Regions from separate parts of the Mus musculus genome. Here region 1 is linked to region 2. A link is a contact called in public Hi-C data. All regions are on one chromosome and are shown on one strand. The core of a region is the stretch at or near the end of the contact, and the rest is flanking DNA. Distances in the headings are between cores, read along the strand shown. Region 1 overlaps Gm34974 (a long non-coding RNA gene). Region 2 overlaps Gm33699 (a long non-coding RNA gene).

Evidence for each region. A called contact is a pair of places that touch in the nucleus more often than the background predicts.
Region 1: a Hi-C map of the N1E-115 cell line shows a contact between it and region 2, with 3 times the contacts expected there. The contact joins two enhancer-like sites. A contact is called at or near these places in 1 of 39 promoter capture datasets (the C10 cell line), 5 of 15 datasets of contacts at CTCF or cohesin (the NIH/3T3 cell line, embryonic stem cells, large pre-B cells and 1 more), 91 of 484 Hi-C or Micro-C datasets (the 3T3-L1 cell line, the AML12 cell line, the AtT-20 cell line and 54 more), 10 of 115 datasets of contacts at active chromatin or transcription factors (T-cell acute lymphoblastic leukemia, astrocytes, bone marrow-derived macrophages and 6 more) and 1 of 9 other capture datasets (embryonic stem cells).

Annotation. Positions count from the first base shown.
Region 1 is chr9:61,883,759-61,887,898 of GRCm38.p6, reverse strand. All of the region lies in intron 1 of Gm34974 (a long non-coding RNA gene), which reads left to right. Among named protein-coding and RNA genes, the nearest start is that of Gm34974, 13 kb to the left of the region's middle. Within about 2 kb of position 2,843, at least 8 of the 459 cell types and tissues checked have an H3K27ac peak or open chromatin away from gene starts, as enhancers often do. A contact at or near this core is called in the N1E-115 cell line, where this site is marked.
Region 2 is chr9:61,047,391-61,051,408 of GRCm38.p6, reverse strand. All of the region lies in intron 1 of Gm33699 (a long non-coding RNA gene), which reads right to left. Among named protein-coding and RNA genes, the nearest start is that of Gm46116, 7.5 kb to the left of the region's middle. Within about 2 kb of position 1,923, at least 1 of the 459 cell types and tissues checked has an H3K27ac peak or open chromatin away from gene starts, as enhancers often do. A contact at or near this core is called in the N1E-115 cell line, where this site is marked.

The DNA of each region.
Region 1 (4,140 bases), core at 1,594-4,093, 840 kb before region 2:
CATGGTGCATTGGCACACAGGCCAGGCCAGAAGGGTGGCCAGCATCGTATAGGAGTGGCCGTTAGCCCTGAGCGGGAAGTGGCTTGTTTTGGTTGGGGCACAGGGGAGAAGCTGGTGCTGTGCCTTGAGACGTGAATGAATGAATGAATGAATGAATGAATGATTGACAGGAGAAAGCAAAGGAACAGAGGAAGGGAGGGGACACATGCAGGGGCTCAGGCTTCCCACACTCGAGCCCTGGAAGGTAAGGAGGTGGGGAGGACGCTAGTCAAGATGACCCACCTCAACAGGTGCATGAGGCTGGTGAGGTAGACAAGAGAAAAAAATGCTTCTGGTAGAGAGGGGGAGTCACAAACCCAGGCAGGAAGGGAGCAGATGGCCTGTCTCGTAGGCCACAGAGAGTCAGTCACTTGAGGTTTTGTCAGGGTGGAAGGTGAGGTTACTGTTAGCTCTTTTCAGGACCCCAGGCTTTGTCAAATAAGCCAGAGGGGGGTCCTGGGAAGGTCCCGAGCAGAAGAGGACAGTGGTTGTCACAAATTGAGCTCTAGGCTAAGTTGGGATGCACAAGACTCTATCTCGAAACAACAAACAAACAAACAAGGCCACACAAAGCTCCCTCTAACACAGGGCCCAGTGAGATGGCTCAGTGGGTAAGGGCACTAAGCTGCCAAGCCTGTTGATCTGAGTTCTTTTCCAGGGTCCACACCATGGAAGAAAAGGCCCGACTCTCTCAAGTTGTCCTCTGACCTCTACATGTGTGTCATAGCATGCATGTGCTGTCTCCAAATAAATAAATAATGTAAGACAAAACAAAACCCAACAAAACTGCCCAATAACACGGAACAGAGCAAAAGGCAACAACAGCCTTGAAGTGTTTTTTTCATTTCTTATATTATGTCTTTTAATTTCTCGGAGTGTGTGTTATACGTGTATATGTGCTCGTGAGTATGTGGGGTTTTGATGTGTGTATGTGTATATGCATTTGTGTGTATGAGTTTATGGATGCGTGTATGTATATATGTGCATATGAGTGTGTGTATGTGTTTATGGATGGGTGTATGTATAGATGTTCATGTGTGAGTGTGTGTGTATGTATGTATGTAAATATGTGCATGTGTGAGTGTGTATGTATGTATATATGTACATGTATGAACGTGTGTGTATTTATGGATGTGTGTATATATATGCATGTGTGAGTGTGTGTATGTATATATGTGCATGTGTGAGTGTGTGTGTATGTATGCATGTGTGTGTATGTATGTATATATGTATATGTGTGAACGTGTGTGTGTTTATGGATGTGTATATATGTGCATATGAATGTGTGTGTTTATGGATGTGTATGGGTATATATATATGCATGTGTGAGTGGGTGTGTTTATGGATGTTTGTATGTGTATACATGCATATGAGTGTGTGTTTATGGATGTGCATATGTGTATATTCGCATGCATATGTGGATGTGTTTGCATTTCTTGGCTGCCTGGAAGTGTTTCAGAAGGTCAGTCCTCTGACCTCTCATAACTTCTCTGGGTCCAGATGGAGGGCGTGGGCTGGGACACAGAGCAGAGGGGAACAATTGTAGTTTTTTTCTCTCCCTGTTCCTTCAAGGAAACTCACTTTAAATTTCCTCTGTGATTAGCTTGCTTACTACCAAACAGGCTGGTGGCCAGCTTCCCTCTGATCGCTCCTTCTGGTCCACCTCCCACATGTCCTGTCCACATCCCCTTTCATTTCTCCCGTTTTATATTTAGCCCGGATTGGTGAGAAAATGCTCAAGCCCGCAGCCACGCTAGTCATGTGTTCTGGGCCAGCTTTGGGTGTTGTGTCAAGATCCTTGTCTCTGGGGCTATGGTGCTCCTTAGAATAGGAGTGAGGGCCTGAGGAGGAACACACTAGGTATTCACTCACACCAAGGCCCGGCAGGGTCCTGACCCTACCACAGGGACCATGAAGCCCTGCTCCCTTTTCTGTTCTGCATGTCCACACGCACTATGCATAAAGTGGTCTCTGGCCCATGCCACAAATATTTACTGAGCCTTTGCTGTGGGTCAGGTCTGTAGCTGCGGATGGAGCTTCTGCTGGGAACAAAAGGGCGTGTAGTCCCTGCTCTCAGTGGCCTGTTCTCTCTCTCTCTCTCTCTCTCTCTCTCTCTCTCTCTCTCTCTCGTTGTCTCTCTCCCCACACATGTATGTATGGGAGTCTACCTGGTACTGGCCATCATTCTTTAGAAACCATCAACCTTGTTTTATAGGCCGAGTCTCTCACTGAGCCCTGAGGTTTACTAATTAGGCTAGGATGTTGGGCCAGATAGTCCCAGGGATCTACCTGTCTCTGCCTCCTCAGAGCTGGGATGGCACAAGCATGCCACCACACTCGCCTGGATGTTTTGACATGTGTTCTGTGGGTCCATCTCAAGTCCTCCTGCTAAAAGGCAAGCACTTTCCAGACCCCGCATCCTCTCCAGCCTAGAGGCGTCTTCACAGCAACATCTTAAAGTGAGGTTCAGTGGCTCTTCTCCCCACTTGACCAGCTTTCCAGATTTTTGCCTGTTGCTCGGCATTGTGCAACCTGGGATGTGACAGGAGCATGGCAGCCATTAACCACGGGTTTGGAATTGGGGGGGGGGGAGGCGTGGGCGGGCTAGGATGAAGGACTTGAGAGAGTACAAGGCCTCTGGCAGGGTGCATAGTCCCTGTAGTGAGAAAAAAATGGAGGCAGAAAAGGCCTTTGAGGTAATTGAGTTGGTGGCTTTCATGTTCATCATGCAGATACTGGGCTGAGGGCCAGCTCTGCTAGTGAGGGCGTGAACCCTGCCCTGCCCCAGCACGCAGGGTGTCATTCGCTCAAGTCCCTTCCTGTCTCATCTTTCTTTGTTCGCAGATCTCAATTATGCGTATCATCCCGGCAAAGGAGAGGGCTTCGAGCACAAAGGTCATCATATCGCGCCTCGGTCCAGAGAGGACTTGATTGCTCCGTGGCTCTAGCCAAAAGCTCCCTGGGTCTCTGGGCTCAGCAAGGGTTGGGGTGCAGCAGAATTATCTACCTGGGTTCCAGGTGCCATCTGGGTCTCTGTGCTGCAATTATAGTCACGTGCTCAACCCTGGAGGGTAAAGGGGGTGGCCTGAGCTGGTTCAGAGGCTAGGGGGTCCCTTGATGAGCTAGCTCCTGCACCACAGAGGGTTATTTTTAGGAGCTGGCTTCCTGGGATGCAGGCAGGCTTGCTGACTTTTGCATCTGGCGCTCAAGGGCCTCCACAGCTTCTCAGTCTGTCACTTCCCAAGCCCACTGCCCTAGTTCTGCCTGTCATCATCCTTTTGTTCTGCCTGCCTTGTCATCTGCACTGGCATGTTTCCTTTGAAACAGGACAGGCAAGGTCTCAACCACTATAATCCGGGAAGCGGCTTCCTACAGCCGTACATCGGTTTCTGAGGACTGTTACCGTGCAGTACCACAGCTTCCACTATTGCCTGAATCAGACACGGGGTTCTGGGAGCTGGAGGGCTGGAAGGCCAAGGCCAAGGCATCTGTAGAGCTGTGTTTTCTGCAAGGACTGCAGGGAAGGACGGGTTGCATCCCTTTCTCATGGTGGTATTTGATGTTCCTGGGCTTGAAGCTCCTACGTCTTGCTGTCTCCTGGCTGTTTTTTCTCCAGGATGACTGTTTTGGGAGTCTCCTCTCTCTATAGAACACTATGGGGCTGGAGAGATGGCTCAGAAGTTAGATCACTTGGTACTCTTCTAGAGGACCTAAGTTTGATTCCCAGCACCTACATCTAGTGTCTCACAAACATCTGAAACTCACAGGTAGCCACCCACACTCATATGTACACACACACACACACACACACACACACACACACACACACACACATACACACAGATACTTGATACACATAATATAATTAAAAACAAGATATATATATATATATATATATATATACTCTCACACACACATATCAGTAGGCATAGGCATATTAGATTAAGGATCTCACCCCACTCAAGTATAAACTCATCTTTTTTTCTGATCTTAGGCTGGGCTCAAACTGGTGACTCTCCTGCTTCAGCCTCCTGTGAGGTGGGACTATAAGTGGTGGTTTGAGTCCTATAAGAAAGCAGGCTGAGCAAGCAATGAGGAGCA
Region 2 (4,018 bases), core at 674-3,173:
TTCTTTGCCATTTTTAAAGTGTTTTATTTATGTGTGTGTGTGTGTGTGTGTGTGTGTGTGTGTGTATTCCACTTGTGTGAAGTGCCCATGGAGGCCAGAGGAGGGCGGAGTTGAGGCCAGAGGAAGCTCCCTAGAGTTGGAGCTTCAGGAAGTTGTGACCTACAGAACTCAGGTCTTTTGGAAGAGCAGGATGGCTCATAGCCACCGAGCCATTTTTTCCAGCCCTTTTTTTGGCAACGATGTTTGTGCTAAGACTATTTACCACCATGGATATATAGGCAGGGTATCCTCCCCTGAAGATTATTTAAATAAGGTTTAATTTTTCCTTCTTGCTTTGTGACCAGGTTCACTAGTAATTTATAATTTTGTCTATGCTTTCCTGTGAGTGCATAACTTGGCATTTTCCTCTTTCCTAATTTTCATTTGATTTGATTAATTTTTTGAACATGTAAATCATGTACAAATTATGTACGAATGATTCAGAACACAAAACAGTATTAAAAATCCTGCCTAAAGAAGTTTTATTCCCATGGTAGTGTTTCCTACCCCACCCCACCACCTCTGTTTACTGGTTCATTCTCTCTGTATTCTTTTAGACACGTATCCCTTACGGGCATGAATATGCATACATGTGCATAAACACAAGCCAGTTCCCACCTCTTTCTCATAGACGTTATGGTAAGAATGTGGATGGGGGCTGAAGTCTCAGAAGGGAAAACAGGGTTTGGTTTTGATGTTTGTTAAATATTTTAAAAATATTTTTAAATTCTGTGTGTGTGTGTGTGAGAGAGAGAGAGAGAGAGAGAGAGAGAGAGAGAGAGAGAGAGAGGGAGAGAGAGAGAGAGCGCTTGGGCTTATGTGCGCAGTTGACATAGAGCTCAGAAGCAGAAGACCCCTGAGCAGGGGCACATGGGGCACATGTGTTCTCAACTGCCCAGTCGTCTCTTTGGATACCGTTTTTACTGTTTGGAGACAGCATCTAATGTCCTCACATTTCTGTGTTCATCCAAAATGCCACATTCTAAATTTTTAAAAGGCACAAAATATAGGAAACAAAGTAGAGGAACACTTTAATCCAATAGTCCCAGAAGCTACAAAGTAAAACCAGAGGTGACTTCATGGGAACGTGAGAGAGCTCTGTGACAAGACAAGAGTCACTAAAACCCACGTGCCTGACAAGTGGCCACGTTTGCTGCATTTAAAGCACTCCAGGCACACTCAGTGGAAAACTGAGTCAGGCTGGGAGACGGTGAGCCTGGGCAAGCACTTGCTGTGCCGCCCTGAGGATCTCAGTTCAGAGCCCAAACTGGAGTAAAAGCAGACACGGCAGTGGGCAGTGGGCATGCCTGACTGCAGTGTGCTTGCAGTGGGACAGGAGGCAGAAACAGGGAATTCTCCAGGTACCTGCCTCAAACAAGGTGGAAGGCAAGGATGACACCTAAGCTTGCCCTCTGACTTCCATATGCAACACAGTGCCACATATGCACGGATATGCACACATCTCACACCCACAGCAGTTATCGCATACACATGTCATACATACATACATATCACGCACATACACACATCATAGATATACATACATACACACATGATACATACACAACATTCTTTTAAAACCTCAACTGTTTGTAAATTCCTCAAAAAGAAAAAAAATTTAAACATATACTCTCGGGGCCCCAGTTCCTCAGCTCCCAGATGTTTATCTAGGAGAAGTCAGAGACACATCCACACAACGACATGTGCTGTGTTCCTAAAGAGTACCAAAGGAGAGCACCAATCTGTGTACCAGTAAGGGACCCAACAGATGCACAAACAACAGACAACTAGTAGGTGGTTCAACTGTCCAGCGGCTTCCGGCTCCAGGACCACGCCCTTCACAACCACCTTTGTAAGCACTGAAGCTCCTCCTACAGTGTCAGCACCAGGCCTGTGGTTGTCACATCATGTCACTTAGGAAACAATAACCCATGTCTGCACATGCTTCATGTAGTGTTTGAATACTTTTAACCTGCCAGGCCAACAATATACTCACAGGAGAGACTACTGTCCAATAGACCCAGGAAACCAATTGCTGCATATAGGCATGGTGGCTTCTCAGAATGACACACTGGACAAAAGACAAAGACATAAAAGGACTTATCTGTGTGATCCCATTAAAGGAAGTCCAGGAAGAAACGACTCATCTCCAGTGACAGAGCTCAGAAGGACGGCTGCCGCTGGAGGTGTTGGCTGGAAGTGGGCCCAAGGGAACCCTCAGGAGTAATGAAGATGTTTCATGTCTTCATTTGGGGGATGGGCTCCCACATTTATCAAGACTCTTCAAACTCTACAGTGATGATCTCCATCTCTTGCCTGATGTGAGTCACCTCCATTAAAATGATAATAGATGAAATAAAATGTATGTAAAGAGCACCCAAGGATCAGCAAGAAAGGGATAATAAGCGTCGTGTAAAATGGGCAGAGACGACGAAGGGGCAGCCTGTGGCTGGGGAAACGCAGCCGTCTTTCAACGATGAAGAACGACATTCGCCTTCACATGTCAGCTGGGAAATGCAGGTGAGCGCATCCTCCCCCAGCTGCCTAGCCAAAGTGAAGATTAATAGTACCAGCTACTGGCATGAAATCAAGGAAGCAATCATTTGCTTGCACTGTAAACTGGTAGAGGTTGCTCAAAGGTGACTTGGCAATAGCTGCTGAAGCTTAAAATCGCGTGACCTCTAACCCAGCACTATAGCATCTGGAAACATATGGGAGAGGGTCGTTTTAAACCACAGGATTCCCGTGCTAGAAAACAAATCAGGTGTATATGGGCCCATGCGACCAGTATGCAGTTAGGTCAACAAGAGCAACACCAGACAATAGATAGATAATTTAGTGCAATCTCATGAACACACACACACACACACACACACACACACACAAGTCTGAGTGCATTTACACACACTTGTACATATTCAGACAGGGGAAGGAAAATGTACTTTCAGTGTTGCTATGGTTACTTCTGGGGAGGGGAGTTCAGGTATTTAGTAAAGTCCTATTGCATAGCACATTCTCTGTGCTTTTCAATGATTGTATTCTTGCATTCTTGGTATGCACATGTGTGCACACGTGCGTGAGCACACAGATGTGTGTGTGTACAGACACATGCATATGGAGGCCAAAGGTTAAGTTGGGTTGGGTGTGTGCCTGCCAGTCTCCACTTTGTCTTTTGAGGCAAGGTCTCTCACTAAGCCAGGAGCTCACTGAGTCAGCTAGACCAGGGGGCCAGCAAGCCCCAGGATCCACCTGTCTCTGCCTCCCTAACATTGGATTACAGACACACACTGCCACCCCCAGATTTTTAACATGAGTTCTGGGGATCCGGATTCATGTCTTTGCGCTCACAGGGTGAGCACTTTCCTGAGCAAGCCATTTCACCAGCCTGTTCTTGCTGTGATTTTTCTAAAGGTTTCTGACAAAGTCTCTGCGGCTGGTTCAGTGTATGTTAAGAAACCGTTGTACAAGGGCTTCTTAGCACCAGGCTGACAAGCAGTCCTGCAGGAAGGACAAAAGAGCCCACAGAAACCTGCCTCACTCTTTCCCCTGCACTCTGATCTCACAGTGATCACTGGACGCTGACCATCCCATAACTGGCCCTTAAGTGCACAGAAAACACCCCTGGCTGTCAGCTGTGGGTGCTCGCCTGTGTTCTCATGGGTAGTGGTGGCAGGTGGTCGTCATCCTCAGCTACAGTCACACGAGCCTTGTTCAGAACTCAGGGACCAGGTGTCTTCTGCAGATCGGAGGTGGGGATTTTGATAGGTGTTGCTGTGACCAGTCTGTATGTTACAGAACACCTCCAGCAAGGCGGTGGAGACAGCCCATGTGATCACACACTTAGTATTTCTGCAGCCACGCGCTCAATACTCCTTCTGAATCAAAGGCTATGAATAACCACAGGTCAGCCGGAGCGAGCCACTGCCGCTAAGTGTGTTCAAGAGAAAGTGACAAGGTCAACTTTTTGACTCGCAGAGCT